5 separate regions of the Sus scrofa genome follow, and all the other regions are linked to region 1. A link is a contact called in public Hi-C and HiChIP or PLAC-seq data. All regions are on one chromosome and are shown on one strand. The core of a region is the stretch at or near the end of the contact, and the rest is flanking DNA. Distances in the headings are between cores, read along the strand shown.

Region 1 (4,025 bases), core at 877-3,376:
CCTATGGAAATAGAAACTTCATTTGCCACACCTGGGCATCTATCCAGAGAAAACCATGACTCCAAAGACACATGTACTCCAATGTTTGTGGCAGCACTATTTTCAAGAGCCAAGACGTGGAAACAACCTAAATGTCCATGGACAGAGGAGTGGATCAAGAAGATGTGGTACACATACACAATGGAATATTATTCAGCCATTAAAAGAAACCAAATAACGGCATTTTTAGCAACATGGATGGACCAGAAATTATCAAGCTAAGTGAAGTCAGTCAGACAGTGAGACACCAGCATCAAATGCTTTCACTGACATGTGGAATCTGAAAAAAGGACTCAATGAACTTCTTTGCAGAACAGACGCTGACTCACAGACTTTGAAAAACTTACGGTTTCCATAGGAGACAGGTTGGGGGTGGGGGGGATGCGCTGGGGGTGTGGGATGGAAATCCTGTAAAACTGGATTGTGATGATCATTGTACAGCTATACATGCAATAAATTCAATGAGTGATTTAACAGAGAAAAGAAAAAGAAACCACAAAAAAGGGGAAAAAACTTAATTTGCATTCTTGACACTCTTGAATGGGAAGTGAGGGCAAAGAGTAAAACCCAAGACGTCTTGCCCTATAAGCACAGGAGAAACGGTCCTGTGTGGACCTGTGCAAAGAAAGGCATTTCAGCAGAGATGAGATGATGCCTGAAAGGAGGCGAGGTCACGGCCGACACATGCCTCCGCAGGCGGCTATTCTCCAGGAAGGCCCGGCCACAGCGGCACCTGACTGCATCTTTGAGAGTCGTGGAAACACAGCAAGTGCTACCCGCTGATAAGGCCTGTTCCCGCGGTGGTTTAGTGGACTCGCTCTAGGTCACGATGCGTTTGGAATTCCACATCAGCGAAGTCTGCAGGACCGCCCTGGGGCTGTTGGGAAGGATCCGTGGAGAATTTTAAGCCTCTTACGTGAGGATAATGGGAGAAATATAAGATGATGATCATAAAAATAACTGGAGCTGGAAAGGGTGGCAGTTTGGAAAGAGCCTTCTCAACGTGGTAATATTTATGTCAGGGACACTGAAGCCATCATTGGGGCGATATTTGCTCCACAAAGTAAAATTGAGGCCGTTCTTTGGGGCTGATGGAGGGGCCCAGAGGACACGGGGTTTCTCCACCAGAGGCCACGTGCTCCACCAGGCGGGCACCAGCATCTGGAGATGGGGCAACAGAGGTCGTGTAATTTGTATATTTATCAACAAAAAACATCGGCTTTAGAAGGGCTTCCGCAGTTCCCAGAACCTCGCCAAAGCGGGAAACCTCAGCCCCGTCCAGCCCTGAAGTCAGAGTCCGCCTCGTACCAGGCGCTCCAGGGACGCACGTGCACGCGAAGCCGCGAGGAACTTCCAAGACCCTTTGCTGGTTGTCAGCCGACGAATCCGCCCCAAACCCACCACGGGGTCTTGGAAAAGGAGCTTCCGTGCCAACCAAATATTGGGGGCTGGAGCAAGAGTTGACAAAAGCCAAGAGGCTTTCCATCCGGCCTCCTAAAATGAGCTGTCAGCCCCGACTCTTGTCATTACTTCGCCGGGACTTGCGACGAATTCCAGCAGACGCCCGCTGTTTTCTCCTCGATCACGGATGAGGGCGTCTGTCCAGGGCTTCTTAACGACCATGGACCTATCGGCCTCCAAGCTTTTTCTATACAGGACACATCGACATGGTCTGAGAAAGTCATACCCAGCACGCTTCGCTGTTGTCGTGTGTGATACCACGTGCTCCATCGGCAGGTGTTAACAGAGCCTCTGGCACTCCTGCCAGGGCGGGATCGCAGCACGTCCCACTGGCGTTTCTCATCCTCGCAATTATCCACAGAGGTGCTGCGGACAGGTTCCCGCCTTTGAGTTATTTCCTGGGGGATAACACCCCCTAAAGATAAGGCACCTGACCTAGAAGACCTCTCATGAGCTGTGGGGTGCAAAAGTGGCAGCATCCAGGGTCAGACAGGTGCTGGGCAGAGGTACCCCGGAACTCTGGATGCTCTGTCTGCCCCTCCAGGTACACTGCCCTCCCCCCTCCACCCTGCCCTCAGCTTGGCTGCCGGCCTTTAGCACTGTGTCCCCCAGGCACTGTGTCCTCCAGGCACTGTGCCCTCTATGCACCGAGTCCTCCATGTACTGCATGCTCCAGGCACTTTGTCCTCCAGGCACCGCGTCCTCCAGGCGCTGGGTCCTCCAGGCGCTCTATCCAAGGTTCCCTGGCTTCCTGGTGGGTTGGCCAGTCAGGGGGCCTCCAGAAGGCTCTGGGGGAAGGAGAAAAAGGGGGAGGACCCCCGCCCCTGGCAGAACACAGACTGTCCTTTTCTGTGTTCCTCTACCACAGCTTCTGTCCAGAGTCTTCTCTGGACGCCAGGAGCCCCTTCTTTTGCTTGCCCCTCAGGCACAGGGTCTCCCCAACACTCGCCCAGGTGCGCTGCCTTCCCCTGCTGGTTTCCCGTAACCTTGCCTTCGCCTCTGTAAACAGTCTGTCAGTAAGTTCTCCTCAATGACCTATTTAGGCTGCACCTTCTCTCTGCTGCCAGGAGCCTGGGTGGTGTGCCAGAGGGCTGGGGGACAAGGGACAGGGACTCTAACTAATGGGGGGAGGGGCATCGCAGCTGTGCCAGAAGCGTCTGCCAGGCTGCAACCCAGAAGGCAAGGATATGCTAGCTGGGCATGGGGGCAGAGGAACGAGGGAACATCAGGTACAAAAGTGGGGGCGAGAAGGAGACCGGTGCCCTCTACAACCTCCTAGAGCTTCGGGACGGCAGAGGCGTGGGAAGCCAGCAGCGGGCTCAGAGCTGCATAAATCAGGGCACGCCCACCAGGGAATTTCACGTAGCTCTTAACAGCTACCGGTCACAGACACATCTTTTTCTTTTTCTTTTTCTTTTTCACAACCACACCTGTGGCATATGGAAGTTCCCAGGGTAGGGGTCGAATGGGAGCTGCAGCTGCCAGCCTACGCCACAGTCACAGCAATACTGGATCAGAGCCACATCTGCAAACCGCTCCACAGCTTGTGGCAACTCCAGATCCTTAATCCACTGATCGAGGCCAGGGATCAAACCAACATCCTCATGGACACTATGTCAGGTTCTTAACCCACTGAGCCACAATGAGAATTTCTTTTTTTTTTTTTTTTTTTGCCTTTTCTTGAGCCGCTCCCATGGCATATGGAGGTTCCCAGGCTAGGGGTCGAATCGATGCTGTGGCCACCGGCCTACACCAGAGCCACAGCAACGCGGGATCCGAGCTGCGTCTGCAACCTACACCACGGCTCATGGCAACGCCGGATCCTTAACCCACCGAGCAAGGCCAGGGATCGAACCCGCGACCTCATGGTTCCTAGTCGGATTTGTTAACCACTGCACCATGACGGGAACTCCGGGAATTTCTGTTTTAATGACTTAATATATTCACTCAACAAATAAGCTCCTCGTGCATATGCCAGGCGCTGAGGCTGGAGCTTGAACACAAATTCCCTGATCACCTACCTCGATGGCACTAGGAAAGGCACATAATATGAAAACGATGAAGAAGGCAAACATAATTGCTTATCTATACAGACGCTGGATGACCACAAAGCATATGGGAAAACAAGGAAAATACACTACTAGGTCAGCTGACGTCATCTTTAAGGGATGAGAATCACGAGCTATGCTTTTTTTCTTTATACCTTTCTACCCTCAGATGAGATTTCTGTCAATGTTGTGCTTTTATTTTGTGAAGGATTAGCTAAGATTTTTTGGCTTAAGTGACCCTCCCTTCAGAGAGGATGAGAGCATATTCTGTAATAACTGGGGAAGACTGCTGCGTATCCTGTTCAGCTGGACCCCGCATCTTAGTCACTGATGCCTCTCCAACTCTTCAAGACGACCCAGAGGAAGACAAGGCGGCAAAGCCCTTGGCTTCTACCAAGGAGCCCGGAGCGGGAGGCACCGCATGGACCACGCCTGCAACGTCATCATCACCTGCGCTGGCCCGTGACCTCGGCTGCA
Region 2 (4,278 bases), core at 236-2,735, 240 kb after region 1:
CACCTGAGGCTGGGAGGGCTTTGTCGTGGGGGCTGGGCTGCGAGAGGAGGCATCTGGGTGGTCCAGTGGCTCTGTGGCTGCAGCTGGGGGTGGAATCTGGCAAAAGTTACCTAATCTTATGTGGCTTCTGGATGAAAGGAGATCAGGTAATAAATAATTTTTAAATTGTTTCAGTTAAATTATTTCAATAATTTAAAAATTATTTCAGTTAAACTGCATCTGGCAAATGAATGAACGCTTGTTGTGCGCCAGGCGCTTGACCAGACTTAAGAGAAAAGCAGTGACGGTGGAGACAGGGCCCCTTAAGGGCCGTCAGAAAACAGTGAGTGAGCCATTCTCGCGGAGTGAAGGGGGTCAGGCTGAGGCCAGGTGGGCCGGTGGCCTGCTGTCCAAGCTTGGCTGGCAGGCCGAAAGCTGCCCTTGGCATTTTACCCCCGATGCCGTGGCGCCCCCATGTGCTTGCCCGGCTCAGGGCCTCTGCCCCATCCGACGGGATCCTGGATGTTTGTGAGACAGACACCCCTAAATCTGCAGTGGGAGTTCGTGCCAGGGGAACCTGGTGGGCTCTGCAGGGGCAGCTCCCTGTGCCGCCAGGGTGGGGGAGAGGTGCCAGAACCTTCTTCCTCTGGAGTCTCCGGTGCTCCGAGGAGTGTTCGGCTCCCTTCACTGCACCCCGCTGCCTCTGCCCCGCCCCCGCCCGTCATCTGCAGGGGACCCTAACAGAGATTCCCATGGCGCTGGTCCCGTGCTTGTTAAATGTCAACCTAAAAATAGGGAGAGGGCATGACAAAATCCTCGTCAGCATCTCAAATTTAAGAGTCCCTGGGTCTCCAAGGCTCAGCCAGGTGGAGCAGATTGGAAACGATGCTGGGGGCTGAGCGAGGGGAGGGCATGTGCCCTTCCGTAGCCGGAAGCCGGAGGCACCTTGGGCAGGGTTGCCCCCTCCCTATCCTGCCCACGGCCCCTCCGAGACTCGGCTCCTGGGCTCCCGCCAGCCCACCCGCAGAGCAGCCCCTGGACCTGCCCCGCTTCACACCACGCCGCTTCGGTGGAACAGCCCGGGCAGGGCGTCAGGACGCGGTGTGCAGCCCGGCGGATTCCTGGGCGTGGGGAGGGCAGGCCGCTGCGGGCCAGGGCCCTGTCACAGGGCCATCACTGTTGCTCCTGGCAACTGGGAGAGATTAGTGCAGCTGCTGGATGTCAGTTCTCTGGCTGGGCCTGGAGGGAGGGCAGGGGTGGGCAGGGGGAGAGGAATGTCTGAACTGGGTGGGGCCCCGACCAGAGGTTGTTTGCACTCACCCCTCCTTGCCTCTGGAGACAGAACAGGGAAAACGAAGCATGAAATCCCTTTAAAAAAGGAATGTCAGTCCCTCGGTTAAAACGCTATAATGAGTAAGAAATTCAGTCTCCTGAGGAAGTAGTCAGGGTGCCTGCCGCCTTCTTAGCTTCTGAGGACAGGGCCAGAGTGCTACAAAGACGGCAGGCCTCGAGGATGTGACACGGGCGTGGCAGGAGCTGGGCTGCCCGCAGCACTGGTCCTCTGAAGGACAGCCCAGCGGTGGAGGGAGGGCAGCCAGCTCCAGCCTTGCCTGAGCCTGGCATCTCCGTGACCCTGGGCTCCGTCCCCCCACCTGGAAGATGGGCGTGGGGACGCGTGAGGATGAAGGGCATGCCCCAGTCCTCCGACTGTGACAAACACTCCGTGAACCTTTCCCTGATGCTGTTATTTGAACGTGGGTCTTGTTTAGTGTGTTCAGCCTTGCAACACTTAAGTTAGGGGTTCGTGTCCCTCGCTGGGAACCCCTTCCAGTGAAACGGAGAAGGAACTGGGTGCTCTTCCCGTGGCAGAACTTGGGAACGGGTCGGCCCTTAGTCCCTGTTATAAGGCGGCACTCCTACTTCCGCTTTCGTAAAGATGGGGTAACTGAATGGCTGTTTAGACGTGGGTTGACTCCTGCCTCCCAGAGGCTGGGATCCCGGCTGTGCGGAAACCCAGACCTCCCGAAGCCTGGCAGCACCTGACACCTTTACACGCTGGGACGGCAGGTCCTCTCCCTTAGCTTGTGGGGAAAGCTGAGATTCTGAAGAAGTGTTTCCTGAGATTTGGAACTTGCCACAGCAGTCTTTCAGAAGTGCGTTTAGCATAATGAAACAGAGCAGTTTTCTTTAACCCTTTCTCGGTGACAGGATCGTGTGCCTGGCCCTCAGCTTGACAGGAGGATGTGAAAATCAGGCGCCCCAGGGAGCAGGGGGTCTCTTTGGATTGCTCTTCAGCGTTTTACCTTGTTCTGGAGGGTCAGGACCCCCAGATGAGCCCAGGGGCACTGTAGCAACCTGGGGGGAGCTACGCCCAGAACTGTGGACCCTCAAGGTTTAAAATATTTTTTCTCTCAGATTTTTGGTGGCCTTGTTTTCTGTCTCTGTAGGTCACCCGCTGGCGACTCCGCCTCCACCTTTCTCTTGGCCTGACTCGCAGTCTGTGTGCGCGGTCACCACCCGTCGCAGGTCCTCGGCACGGTTATTGGGGAAACCGCTCCATTTGTGGTTACCCGTTCCTTGTTTCCTGGCCGGGGCCGGTTAAGTCACTGTCAGCCCTGCTGGGAGTTGCCCCGCGGACGGCTTCTTCCTCCGCCCTCGTCCCTGCAGAGTGCCCACGCCACGCCACAATCGCCACGCCACAATCGTGTGTTTATCACACCACGTTTCTACCCCAGCCCAGAGCCATGAGCTGTCCTCTAAAAATTAGTAACAAGGCCGGACGGAGTGTCCCTTACAGGCACGTGATGCAAAAGGACGGCTCTGCGGCGTCCATCCCCACGGGGCGGGCCCTGGTTCAGGGACTTGAAGAGCCTAACTTTTGGGGTTTTTTGAGAACTGGCCATGGATCTGGGCACAAACAAGAACATCATCCATTTGCATTAAAGTCCTTGGAGACCGAAAGGACCAACCCCCAGCCAACAAACGGAGTGGTTCCTGGACCTCCCGGAGCCGGCTGGGCCCAGCCCTGGCCTCACTCAGTGGGTTGAGGATCTGGCGTTGCCCTGGCTGTGGTGTGGGCCGGCAGCTGCAGCTCTGATTGACCCCCAGCCTGGGAACCTCCATGGCCCTAAAAAGAAAAAAAAAGTATATAAGCCAGTGAAATATTACTTTTTGTTTTGTTTTGTTTTAAGAAAGAATAGTCTCTGTGAAACTGAGTTGGGCAGACTTGTGTATAATCCTGATTGGTTTGGTTTGTTTTTTTAGTGGCTGTGAAATTCAGGGGGAGCAAGACCCCTGTGAACAGTCGAGAGAAATAACCATAAGGACGTAGGATGCTGTTGTAGTTTGGTTTGCAAAAAACCTAAGTTCTTGCTCTACCGTAATGAATCTAAAAACTGGAAATCAAAGGTGTTGCCTCATGAGAGTGACCGGTCCAGTGACAGCACGGATCTTCACTTAGTGGAGTCAGACTCGGGCGTAAGTCCTTGGCCCTCCGAGAAGAGATGGGCAGCGGGTCCTTGTTACTCTCGGTCGTGAGGTTCTGTAACGTCTCCGCGAGCCGGGAACGGGTGGGCACTGAACCGCCGCTCCTGGAGGAGACGCAAGGTTGGTTCCCTGCGGACAGCCAGTCGTGTTCGCTTCCACTAGTTAGGGCCGCACCCTGTTTTATCGTGTGTTTCTGTTAAAAGACCCCAAGTAGAGCTCCCGCCGTGGCTCAGCGGTTAGCGAAGCTGACTGGGAACCATGAGGTTGTAGGTTCGATCCCGGGCCTCGCTCAGTGGGTTCAGGATCCAGCGTCGCTGTGGCTGTCGTGCAGGCCAGCACTGCAGCTCCAACTTGACCCCTAGCCTGGGAACCTTCATATGCAGCAGGCGCGGCCCTAGAAAAGATTAAAAAAAGTAAGTAAAATAAATCAAAGAGCCTTAAGTATATATACCATTGACTCATCGACATTGAACTCACTGCCGCCAGCACTGCAGCTCCCGCCTGAGCGAACCTCATCTAACACACGTCTTTTCTCCGTAAAGCACGTCACAGCCTTTTTGCTCTCAGGGACACTGGATGGCACTTAACATGCTTAGGGACCATTCTAGGCAGAATTATCCAGAAGAAGCACTAAGATGGTAGAAACAGGGCCCTAAAGAGTCAGCAGAAAGGACACTCGTTTGAATAGGAGCTGAGACCAGAGGGCAGAGCGTCTCCTTGTCCCCCCTCTGCAGGGAGCCTGTGTGTGTGTCAGGGACTCACGTTCTTCCTGCTCCACAGTTGTGTCGCATGTCCAGGAACACACTGCAGGTG
Region 3 (3,743 bases), core at 758-3,257, 130 kb before region 1:
CCTGGCCTGGGAACCTCCATGTGCCACGGGTGCAGCCCTAGAAAAGACAAAAAAAAAAAAAAAAAGAATGGGACCAAACCAATAGAACCTGGTCACCTACTGTGAAAAGATACTGTAAAGAATACTACTAAATAGAAGATATTTGACTGTACTGGAGGAAAATGCTGTATAAATATAAACCTTTGTAGTTTCTACATAAAATAGCTTATGTAAACTTTCTTTACTATCTAGAGTCATATAAATACAGAAAGACACCTTAGTAATACTGCCAACTCAGACCTTGATAATTTCTTTTATATCCAAAGTTTTAAGCGCTAATATCCCTGTAATATAGTCATATCTAATCTCTCATATATCAGTTTCCTCATCTGAAGAACTGATTAGAGGTACAATCAATTTCCCTATATGATTCTGGAGCTCACTATAAGGAGCTAATGAAATAATAGATTCTATTGTGTGAACACTTTAGAAAATTAAGAATCCCATAAAAACAATTCTTATAAAAGTAAATATAGTTCTTTATACTAGACTTCCCATCAGGGAAATTGAGAAATATTGAATTTTTTTTGTCTTTTTTTGTCTTTCTCAGGCCACACCCGTGGCATATGGAGGTTCCCAGGCTAGGGGTCACATCAGACCTGTAGCCGCCGGCCTACACCACAGCCACAGCAACGCAGGATCCTTAACCCACTGAGCGAGGTCACAGATCGAACCCGCAACCTCATGGTTCCTAGTCGGATTTGTTAACCACTGAGCCACAATGGGAACTCCAGAAATACTGATTTTTATAGAAAAAAATGAAAACCTGTACTGGCCTGTGAAAAATATAAAATCCAGATTTCCCCTCAATCCATCCGTGTGGAGGAACTTTTTAGGAGGCCTCCAGGCAAGTCGTGGTGTGAGATGCGCCACAGAGTTCATATTAACATACAAAACTTTCAACTGGATGAGGGCAGGAGAGAACTAACCAGAGAAAACTGAAGATACACCCTCTGCTGTTACATGCGGAAGGCTTCCTGCCAGCAGGTGTATGTGCGTTTGCATGTATATGAATATGTATATACCTGCCTATATATTATGGATGTATATGGAAGTGTGTATGTTTGTGTACACACCTGTATTATGTATTGATGTGTCTGCATGTGAGTGTATTCATGCGTATGTGTGCGTGTGTATGCATGTGTATTGTGTTCATATGCGTGTAGGTACTTGTGTGTGTACATGTGTATTCATGTGTGCATGTGTGTACATGTATATGTATGCATGTATATGTTACTATGTATCTCTGTGTACATGTGTACATGTGTGTATTGTTTGTGTGGGTGTGTATGGGTGTACGTGTGTGTGCATGTGTGTTGCATGTGCATGCACGTGTGTGCAGATGTGTGCTGCGTGTGTCTGTGTTGAGGGTCAGAGGCACAGCCCTCTTAGGTACCACATGTCTTTCGCCATCATTCCTTCCAAAACAGGAAAAAGCCTCAGGCGAGCCACGCAGGCCTCAGAAACCTTGCGCTTCTGTCTCGGGTTCCGCCTGCGGGATTACCCCAGAGCGCCGCCGAGGCCGCGAAGCCCCGGCCCGCATCACCCACGGCAGCTCGGGCCTGAAGCAGGTGTGGCAGCGACACAGGTGGTTGGTTTGTCAGGGTCAGATTGGCACATCTCTAGCCTAGGGCTCTAGGGGAACGTTTAGATGTCGTTTCAGGGGTACGGTGTTCAGCTCCCCGGCGTCAAAGGCAGGCCCCTGCACGCTTCCCTCCCACATCCTGGTCTGGTGGGAGGGGAGAGGGCAAAGGGAAGGCGAGGAAGGAGGGAGGAGGGAGGGAGGGGGGAGGGGGAGCGAGAGGGGTGGGGCAGTGGGCGGGGAGGGAATGAGGGGGGCTGTCCTGCAGCCTTTCCGACTCGCCCCAGAAACCCCTTCTCAGGCACACGGGACTCCCCCGGCCCAGCCCTGGGAATCAGCCTTGTTTACCCAGCTCAGGGCGCTCCCTTTGCAGTTGCTATAGCAACCACCAGGGGTCAGTTTATAGAAGGAGACTCAGCGCTCCAGCTCCGTGCGGAGCCCAGCTGAAAACAATAGACCGGGACACCCGGGAAGGAAGCACATTGAAAACTTTGCCAGGAGCAGAAGCATCGCTCAGAGCAGAAGATATCCCTCGGCGATGCCGCGTTTCTTCTTTGCCGCTAGAGCTATTCTAGAACAGCGGAGGGGAGAGTGGGTCTAATCATTGCATCTTCCAGATTTTCCCCTCCCACCCTCTGCCACCCTTCCGCCCCCCGGCCCTCATGGCCTGAAGGCAGATGTTAGGAGTTGAGGTAACAAGGGCCGCTGACGGGGTTCATTTAAAGTGATAACTTCATTCATATAAGGTATTCACTGAGGATCAGAGAGATCCTTACAAACTCATTTTTCCGTCTTTCTCATGGGGACGGAGGCAGCAGCCACAAGAACCGCGGGCTCATCTAGAGGTGCAAGCCAAACAAAATGGAACAGAGAGCATGCTGGGAATCTCTCAGGATGCAGGATGCTAGGATGCTGTCCAGTGAAGACTTTCCAGCTCTAACCCGACTAGCCAACCAGATCTAGCAAATTTTAAAAGTACAGGGTGCCCAATTAAATGAGATTTTCAGATAAACAACAAATGGATTTTTACAAGCCTATCCCACGAAATCTTTGGGCTATCTATAGCGGAAGCTGAATTTAACCCAACCCTATTCTAATCCTCCTCATTACCGCTGCCTCCGGGAAAAAAAGCACGACACGTGAGTTCGTCCTCTGCGGCCAATCATGTGCCAGATCACCGTTTAGGGTGATCTGATCCTTGGACTATCCTGCCGACAGTGGAAAAATGAAAAGGCATTGTTTACCTGAACGTAAATAGTACACCAGAGGCAGGTCAACTGCCCATGGGCGGGCGAGGCTCCTGACCGTCGTCCCTCAGATCTAAACACCTGCTCTAGGAGTTTGATGGCTCAAAAGGAAAGAATCCAGTGCTGGTATGACTTTGACTTTTTCACAAAGTGTAAAAGTCAGCTTCCTAAAGAATAATGGTTCTTATTTCTTTGACAGGAAAAGCATTTTTTTTTCTTGGCCGTGGCCATGATCCCTCGGAAGTTCCTGGCTCAGGGATTGAACCCCTATCACACCAGCAACCGGAGCCACTGCAGTGACAACACCAGACCCTTAACCTGCTAGGCTGCCAGGGAACTCCAGGAAAAGCATTTTTAATGAGTTTTTTGTTTGTTTGTTTTTGTTTTGCCCAGGAATAAATGACTTTGGCTTCCCAGTGTTAGGCGGGGGAAACTGGAGTGGAAAAGACACTCAGGGGAGCTGGTAGGCGGTCTCTGTCCATGGGGTCCTCTGTGGTTTGGGGGCCTGGGCACTCACGTCCACAGTGAGAAAGCAGCATCGGCTTTAGCAAAGTCACCCTCTGCCCAGCTCGCCTTTGGCTCAGGTTTTGCTGCTTCATCACCAAGGCGAGGCCGGCCCCAAGAAAGCTGTGCCGACTTTCGTAGAACTTCTGGAAAACCCAGACCTCTGGTTGTAAGGCCTGCGGAACCTGTGGAAGCTCTGCCTCTGGTCTGACCTTAAACCCCAGGAACCTAAAGCTTAAGGCGAATAAGTCAAGAAGCATAAAAGCGACATGAAAACAAAGCAAAGAGGAACAACAAGAGGCTCCGTGACGCCCCTGCCAAGTCAGACTGCAAGGTTCCCGCAGCTCACATCCCAAACACGTAATTAAAGA
Region 4 (3,998 bases), core at 174-2,673, 150 kb before region 1:
CTTCTTTATTTTCTCTTTTTAGGGCCGCACTTGTGGCATATGGAAGTTCCCAGGCTAGGGGTCCAGCTGGAGCTGCAGCTGCCAGCCTACACCACAGCCACAGCCACAGGGGACCTGGGCCGCATCTGCAACCTACACCACAGCTCACGGCAACACCAGATCCTTAACCCACTGAGCAAAGGCCAAGGACGGAACCTGCATTCTCATGGATACCAGTTCTTTGCTCTTAACCCACTGAGCCACAATGGGAATTCTCTATAAGCATTTCTAAATGTGTCTAAACCCAAGTCTTAATCCCCTCAACAGACCTGAAGCTCCTCTAGGCTTCCGTTTCAGTGGCGTCACCACTGTCTACTCAGCCGCTCACCAGAAACTGGGAGGCATCCTTGCTTCTTCCCATCTGAGCCCAGTCTCCATTCTCCGTGTTTGTGGCTTCCACCTGGACCAAGCCACCGTCATCACTTGCCTGGACTTTGGTCAGAGCCTCCTAAGCTGTTGCTTCCTTCGTGACCCACCCCCACAGGCCCATCCCCCCATGGCAGATAGGACGGTCCTTGCAAAGCCAGAGTCCCAGGGCTTCCCCTTCCCGCAGCTCTGAGGGCACATTCCAGCTTCTGGAGGATGCCCCCTCCTGGGGCAGTGTCCACCTCTCCTTCCTCCTAGGGGCACTTGGACCAACCCTGCTTCTCTGGGTTCCGTCCTTACTGAGTTCTCTTGCTTCTACCAGTACTTTCCAAAGAGCAATCATGTTCCCTTTCAGGCTAAAATGCAAAATAGAGCCTGGCTTATCTCCCAAGAAGGCCAAACTCCAAGTCAATCCTGGAACATCTTTTGCCCACTTGAAAATTCTTGAAAAGCAACCGCTGATTCCCAGCCAGGCTCCCTGCCCCCGTGCTCCCCCGCCTCGTCCACTCTGCATCCTCTGCAGCCTCTGGTCACCGCTGCAGCTGGGCTCTGCCCCTTCAGAAGCCGACGCTCCAGCGAGGTGGGGGATTTATGGTGGAAGGTTACACAGAGCGTAAATCTGGCCTCAGGAATCAAGGGCTGTGACATTTTTACGGCCTCCTCCTCCAAGCCCCTGCGTGGATATGAAGCAACCAGAGGGAAGAACATCTGGTTTCACTTTTTTTATTCACTACCCCAGCTCCCATCTGACAAAACCCTCCGTCTTGCCAGTGTTCTGGTGGATGGTGGAATGAATGAGCCCTGGGGCAGCTCTCTGCCGCAGATCTGCTTTTCCTGGCTCATCACGGGGTAAAGAAACCGCGGGGACCAACGGGCCGCCACCGCTGCACTGAAACAAAGCGTGTACCCAAGTTGAGGCCGGGGTGGCAGGCTGCGAGCTCGCCTGACTTACGGAAGGACATCTACCAGGGCGGCGAGGGCTGGCCCGGGCCTCCCCGCTCGCAGGGGGCGTGGCCGGGACGCGCGCGATGAATGCTGGGACTTGTAGTCTCTGTGGGCAAGATGGCCGCCAGTGAGAGTCGCACACCGCCGTCGCTGGCCGGGACTTAGCAAAGTAAGGGTTCCCGTAATGACTACAGGTCCCCTGGAGGAAGGCACACCAGAGATAAGAAGCCGCTCCAATAAGTATCTCCTGTTCCGCGTGGCTAGCCCAGAGCCCCACCTCACGGCAGAGGCTTGCTTCTCAGCTGATGGCGAGGCCCTGCGGGAGCCAGTTAGAAAAATGTGCCCCTTGTCACTCATGCCGACTGACCGTAGCCAGTCAGGTAATTGACCAGCAGGGAGGATGAGAACCAGGCTTCTGGCTCTCCCTGTCCCGCTTACTAGATACCACTCCATCAGCCCGGGTAATGGGAGCCCTAATCTTTCATCACCTGCTCCCTAAGCTGTGCGCTGGCCGGAATGTTCCAGAAAAGATGGAAAGCAACAAAGTCCAAGCAGGACAGTGCACCGGGGCCCTGTGAGGACGGCCCGAGTGGCCAGATCTCCTGCTCCCCCTCCCCCCGCCCCCGTCTCCAGGACTCCAAAAGCAGATCCCCGCAGACCGAAATCCCTCCAGAGTCCTCACGGCCTGTTGAACAAGCTCGTCTGTACAGTGCGCATCTATCCTTCTCACTCACTGCTGCCCCAACTCGCACCCTAGGAGGGTTATGTGCAGATGCGAATGGTGACTTTTATGAGCTGCCCGAAGCTGTGTGCCCAGAACTGCACTGGATCCCAGAAGGCGGTGCCGTTACGTCCATTTTTCAGATGGTGAAATGGAGGCATGGAAGTTAAAGCCTCTACCACCTGCTGCCCTCAAACCTGAAATCCAGCAGGTGGTTCTGCGGAGGTAAGCATGGAGCCAAGCAGACAGTCGGCACGGGAACCGCAGCATCACCCACCTCGGGAGGGCCTCATGCTGCTGCCGCCAGCACTGGTGAGTGGCCTCTGCTCCCAGAGTTTACTCCCTTGACCCCCCCCCCCATTGACCTCCAGCAGAGACCCTGATCCCTCGGGGGCTGTGCTCTGGCCTGGCTGGTGGGGGGACTTTAAACCCCCCCCCCATGCCTGGATTCCAACATAGAGATTCTGATGTAATGAGCCTGCGAGGTGAGCCTGGACATAAGGGAGGTTGAAAAGCTCCCTGGGGGATTCTAATAATGTGACCAAAGTGGACACACTGACCTAGACTCAAACTTCATCAGAATAACACAAACCAAGCCTACAGACGCCCGTCATGGGCAGGCACCCAATGCCGTGGGCATCCCTTCTGTTTGAAAGGCAGAAGCACCCAGCAAGCATCAAAGGCAGGTGACTTAAGGGCTTCAGTCCCTCACTGACCCCGCTACTCCTCTCTGCCCCTCCCTCTCCACTGCGCCCCCCCCCCCCCGCCCCAGAAGCTTGAAAACAGTTTTTTTCACTTCCATTTACTGCTCTCGTCTATTATAGCCAACCTTCTGTTTTTCTTTTTTGGCTGCCCTGCGGCATGTGGAGTTCCCAGGCCAGTCTCCACCTAAACTGTGCCTGGCGGGGGGATCGAACCTGCCCAGCCAGTCCCGAGACGCCGCTGATCCCCTTGCGCTACGGTGGGGACTCCGACAGCCAAGCTTCTTGAAAGAGCTGTCAACACAGTTTATATCCACTTTCTCTCCTTCCAAACATTTACCCAATCCAATCCGACTTCCACTCGTGCCAAGGTCACGGCTGGCCTCCATGTCACCTACCTCAGCCATCTTTCCAGACCCTTGAGCTTGGGTGCAAGACAGAAACCCCCTCTCCCCTCCTGGCCCCCTTAGGGCCACCGTTTCTGGATTTTTCTTCCCTGTCCCGATTCCCCTCTCTTCTCAGCCTCCTTTGCCAGACTGTCCTCCTCCACGCAAACCCCGAAGAACGAGCTCACCGGGGCTCTCTCTGGGTCCTTGCCTGCGTGAGCCCATCTGCACCTAGGCTTCGTGCTAGCAACCCCCAAACTAACACCCCAGACTCGGGTGCACCCCGACCAATCTGAAACATCCATTTCGTCCCAAAGGCACTCCCCGTTTCGGACATCCTGCCTCGCATCTCTTGACTGTCGCAGCTCAGCTTGAATGCAGAGTCTCCACGGCCGGCTGAGGCCACAAACCTCTCTCTCAAATCTGTGCCCTGGTCTGTCTGCTTTAGGGCCGGATGACAGCCCCTTTCTGGAGTTGCCACTGTGGCTCAGCGGATTAAGAACTAGACTGGTACCCATGAGGCCGCAGGGTGACGTGCAGCCATGTCATGAGAAGGACACTCACGCAGACTGGGACACGGAGAGGAACAAGCAATGACAAGCACGAACTTGGCTGCCCTGAGCGTCAGCCACCTTGGCCTCCACTGTAGCCTCAGCCAGCACCTTCGCGGCAACCTCATGGGAGACCCTAGGCCAGAACCTCCAGCTGATCAGTTCCAGAAATCCTGCCCCAAAGAAAAATGGGCCGTTCTAAGCCTGTTTGGAAGGGATTTCTAATACAGTAAAGATAATTAACCCTTCGTCTCTATCCCCCCGATGACAGCCAGAGCCCTATTTTCAA
Region 5 (4,016 bases), core at 976-3,475, 220 kb after region 1:
TGTTGTGTGGAGTGTACCCTTGATGTACTGTCACTTCAGCTGATTTACATATTGTTCAAGTCTTCTGTTTCCTCATCGATCTGCATTGATCTTTGTGTGTTCTACCTGTAAGGTTTATTCAGTTATCATCCCTTTTCACAGAAGAGGAAACTTGCTTAGGATCAAAGTCGGTGCCGAGGTTTGAACTTAAGCTTAGAGGCCATGAAAAATAATTGATGTAGCTTTTTGTCACTTTGCATATTAGAAAAAAGCACTCTTTCAGCTCTGCCGTCTTTCGAAACAGTTGCGTGTCACTGTAGAGTGTGATGTTCACAGGTAGCCGTTCTCAGCCGCGCTGCCCGTGGGTCTGCTGAGTGTGGTCATGGATAAACAGAAATGACCTTGAATTTTTTATAGCACAACTCTTGATAGTACCCTAAGATATGTTTCTCATTTATGAACAGTGCATATTGGAGTTTTTGGTAAATTGCTGTTGACAAGTTTGTTTTTTAAGGGCCGCACCTGAAGCCCTTAAAGTTCCTAGGCTAGGGGTCAAATTGGAGCTGCAGCTGCCAGCCTACATACACTGTAGCTTGCAGCACCACATACTTAACCAACCCACTGAGTGAGGCCAGGGATCGAACCCACGTCCTCGTGCCCTCACACATACTGGTTGGGTTCTAAACCTGCTGAGCCACAATGGGAGCTCCTACAAGTATTGTTAAAGCAGGCCTTAGGGTGTTCATTTGTGCTAATTTTGGATTTTGTGCTGATTTCATTTATTGTGAGTCATCTTGATTTGAAGGAGGGGGCTAATCGTTGGGGGGCCGAGTTCTAGTCCCAGTTCTGTAGAACTTTTCGGAAATCTCCAGTTTTCTCTGCTTTACCAACAGGGCATAGCAAAACCTCATTCAGAACTTGTGCTCAAACGCAGTGAGTGTTTGTGGGAGCATTTTGAAGGCTTGTAGGGTACCATGGAAGTGTGCTGGGTCGGGGGTCTTTCTGAGTTGGTGCTTTCAGAGCTGAAGGCACCCCTGTGATCACCTTCGAGAGGTGAGCACTCCGAGCTGTGTGACCCTGGCAGGTTCATTGACCTCCCTGTGTCTTGGTCACTTCATCTGTAGAAGGCGGTGCTACTGTGCCAATTGGAACATTGCAGGGGATTCATGATTTAACACATGCCAAGCACATAAGATAATGGTTAGTTAACTAGGACTTAGAAATAAATTTAAATAAATGGTCATTAATGTCGTTGTTCTTTGTGCCACTGAGGGAAGGTGTAACGGCTGAACAGTCATATAATGCCAGAAAATGAATGAAGAAGTTATTTTTCCCTTTGTTCTTTCCTAGATTAAACTGGTAATTTAAACATCAAAACTTTATTTAGAATATTTGAGTTGATCACACTGCCTTTATTTCATCTTCTCTGTAGAAAATCGCAAACAATGCGTTAAAAGAGCACTTGGTTTTCAGTCCTCAGTCGCAATCAGCACCACCTTCCCTTGTTGGTGAAACTGTGCTTTTGGAAAGAAATGTGTATAAAAATGTGAAAACACTTACAAAAATGTGCCAGAGAGAGTAGAGTTAGATTTATTTGTCCTGGTGGATCTGTTCCAGAATCTGATACTCCAGTGGTGAGCTGTGATCTCTCCTGAGCAAATACCTGTGTTACATTAATCAGGGGCCAGAGCCCCGCTGGGATGTGTGTGCAGGAATTAAAAAGAAGAGTGAGGGCCCGAGTCTGGAGTAGCTGCATCCTTGTTTGATTTTTCTAGGCGTGAAAGGAAGTCAGTGGACTGTGTGTTTGCTGCTCAAAACCAAGAAGTTCTGTGTCTCATTTTCCTTCTGCTGCTGCTGCTGCTGCTTTCAAGATCTGTGGCAGCAGCTGGGACTCTTGAGCCGGGAGCCGATGGCCAGGGCTGGGCACCTACCCCTAGGGCCCTGTTCTGCCTTCACTGTCACCTGCCCTGGGCCCCCTTACCTGTGACAGGACTCTGTGCTGAGTGTCAGTCCCTCCCCTCAGGGCTGCAGGACCCCTCTGTGATGTGAGTCCCTGTAGTGTGGACTTGTAGGTCGGGTTCTCCGAGGCCTAATCGCACAAGGCTGGTCCAGTGCCCCTGCCCTCAGCCCCCGGCTCACCCCGTTCTCAAGGTCATCTACACGAGCCCAAGTGCCGTGTGCCTGCGTATGTGTGCACGCACTCAAGTTTCCTGGCTGAGCCCCGCCTTGCCCGTGTTTACTGCCCAGCGGCGTGCTGGAGGAGGCAGATCTGGACTCCACCCCAGATTTTGGTTGCTTTAACCCCTAGAGGGCTTCACTATGCATCTCACAGTGTGGACCTCGAGAGCTGCATCCTTCTCCATTTCCAGTTATTCCTAGCTGATGAGGAGATACTCGTTGCAGCTACCCACTTTATAAAGCAACTCTCTCTCCTTTGGCCACGAGTCATTTTATGAGAGTTCATTTGTTGTCTTTGTTTATGAGGCTAATCAGTCCTTCTGTAGTGTTTCCTTCACTGTCGTTTTATGAGAGGACCGTCAACCAGTAGAACCGTCATATTTATTTAAAAAAAAAACATTTCACAGAATCAGGTAGCAGATCAAATTACGTGTGGTCACGTTGATAGTTGCAGTGTAGCATTAATAAGCCCATTACCTACACTGCACACAGAGTTTAAAACTTCGTTCGAAGGCAAGTGTGGGGAGTTGCCATCCTGGCTCAGCGATGAACGAAACCTGACTAGGATCCATGGGTACATGGACTCCATCCCTGGCCTCGCTCAGTGGGTTAGGGATCCGGCGTTGCCATGAGCCGTTGTGTAGGTTTTAGGCAAGGCTTGGATCCCAAGTTACTGTGGCTTTGGTGTAGGCCAGCAGCTACGGCTCCAGTTTGACCCCTAGCCCTGGAACTTCCACATGCCACACGTGCAGGCCTAAGAAGACAAAAATAAATAAATGAATAAATACATGCAAGCAAGTGTAAAGTGTAACAGAATCACTTTGTTGTGCAGCAGAAATTATCACCACTTTGTAAATCAGTAAATAAAATGCCACCAAAACTTTACAAATGTAAAAAAATAAAAAGGAATTGTATATTTGGTAAATAGGGAGACTTAGAGTGATGCCAGTTCCAGCTTATTTTGAAAAAGTTTGGAGGAGAGACCGTCTCAATTTAGTATCATATCCGGTATAGTTTTTCAAGTTGCCACATCCCTGTCTGCAGATTCTCATGTTTTTGAGGTTTGAAAATCCTTTATCCCAAACCTTTCTAAATAGCCTAGTTCCTGAGCAGAATAATAGGCTGCCATCACAGTGCAAAACACGTATCATGGAAACATCCCCGTGGCTCCGGCTTTTAACTTCCCAGAACTCCTTATCAGTCTGCTCCCATGTTGAAAGTTTGGATTGAGCCGTGCTTGTCTTCCAAAACAAACCTGGGAAACTGAGCCAGGGCCCGCCCTCTGGGAGCGTGCAGTGTAGGAAAAAGGGCACTGAGCTTTGCAGTTTGCACAACTTTCCAGAAAGTGCCAGACGGCAGAGCTGTGAAGAAGTGATGATACTTGAAAGGATTGAAAGGGATCTCATTTGGAAAGAATCCAATCTCTGAAATGGGTCTTTTTCTTTGGAAAATCGTAATTATAAAATAGGGAATTAACATCCATTTTGCTCCTCATCTTAGGAACTGTGGACTTTGGAGCTGTGCAGGGGGTCGTGGGGCGCATATCATGTTAGGGACACGCAGGAGAGAGACCCTGGCAGGAGCCAGAGCAGGCTTTTCTAACTCACTCCTCCATCCTCGGAAGAGGTCCCCTCGGGCGCCGGCACACCCTCCAGAGAGCAGGGGTGTGTAACCGTCCAGGTGTGGGTGTCAGAGGTGCAGGGGAGGCAGGGGGTTCCTGCTTGTCTTGCTCCCCCCGCAGTGGGCCTGCCTTTATCTGCCCCCGAGCACAGCAGGTGCAGGCCCTGCGGATGCCGCCGGAGAGTGGGCAGTCTTCAGGAGCAGAGGCTTATGTGCTCCTGTTATGCGGGAAGAAAGCA

Evidence for each region. A called contact is a pair of places that touch in the nucleus more often than the background predicts. HiChIP or PLAC-seq counts read pairs in DNA pulled down with a chosen protein or histone mark.
Region 2: an H3K27ac HiChIP or PLAC-seq map of skeletal muscle shows a contact between it and region 1. The contact joins two enhancer-like sites. A contact is called at or near these places in 2 of 2 datasets of contacts at active chromatin or transcription factors (alveolar macrophages and skeletal muscle).
Region 3: a contact with region 1 is called in a Hi-C map of skeletal muscle, with 2.1 times the contacts expected there. The contact joins two enhancer-like sites. A contact is called at or near these places in 3 of 47 Hi-C or Micro-C datasets (liver and skeletal muscle).
Region 4: a contact with region 1 is called in an H3K27ac HiChIP or PLAC-seq map of skeletal muscle. The contact joins two enhancer-like sites. A contact is called at or near these places in 2 of 2 datasets of contacts at active chromatin or transcription factors (alveolar macrophages and skeletal muscle).
Region 5: an H3K27ac HiChIP or PLAC-seq map of skeletal muscle shows a contact between it and region 1. The contact joins two enhancer-like sites. A contact is called at or near these places in 3 of 47 Hi-C or Micro-C datasets (liver and skeletal muscle) and 2 of 2 datasets of contacts at active chromatin or transcription factors (alveolar macrophages and skeletal muscle).

The regions. Positions count from the first base shown.
Region 1 is chr7:4,375,190-4,379,214 of Sscrofa11.1, forward strand. No RefSeq gene overlaps it. Among named protein-coding and RNA genes, the nearest start is that of RREB1, 140 kb to the right of the region's middle. Within about 2 kb of position 2,127, at least 4 of the 83 cell types and tissues checked have an H3K27ac peak or open chromatin away from gene starts, as enhancers often do. A contact at or near this core is called in liver and skeletal muscle, where this site is marked.
Region 2 is chr7:4,611,861-4,616,138 of Sscrofa11.1, forward strand. The region is part of intron 8 of RREB1 (ras-responsive element-binding protein 1); the gene reads left to right. Among named protein-coding and RNA genes, the nearest start is that of SSR1, 72 kb to the right of the region's middle. Within about 2 kb of position 1,486, at least 31 of the 83 cell types and tissues checked have an H3K27ac peak or open chromatin away from gene starts, as enhancers often do. A contact at or near this core is called in skeletal muscle, where this site is marked.
Region 3 is chr7:4,244,489-4,248,231 of Sscrofa11.1, forward strand. No RefSeq gene overlaps it. Among named protein-coding and RNA genes, the nearest start is that of LY86, 140 kb to the left of the region's middle. Within about 2 kb of position 2,008, at least 16 of the 83 cell types and tissues checked have an H3K27ac peak or open chromatin away from gene starts, as enhancers often do. A contact at or near this core is called in skeletal muscle, where this site is marked.
Region 4 is chr7:4,225,603-4,229,600 of Sscrofa11.1, forward strand. No RefSeq gene overlaps it. Among named protein-coding and RNA genes, the nearest start is that of LY86, 120 kb to the left of the region's middle. Within about 2 kb of position 1,424, at least 66 of the 83 cell types and tissues checked have an H3K27ac peak or open chromatin away from gene starts, as enhancers often do. A contact at or near this core is called in skeletal muscle, where this site is marked.
Region 5 is chr7:4,590,271-4,594,286 of Sscrofa11.1, forward strand. The region is part of intron 6 of RREB1 (ras-responsive element-binding protein 1); the gene reads left to right. Among named protein-coding and RNA genes, the nearest start is that of RREB1, 80 kb to the left of the region's middle. Within about 2 kb of position 2,226, at least 17 of the 83 cell types and tissues checked have an H3K27ac peak or open chromatin away from gene starts, as enhancers often do. A contact at or near this core is called in liver and skeletal muscle, where this site is marked.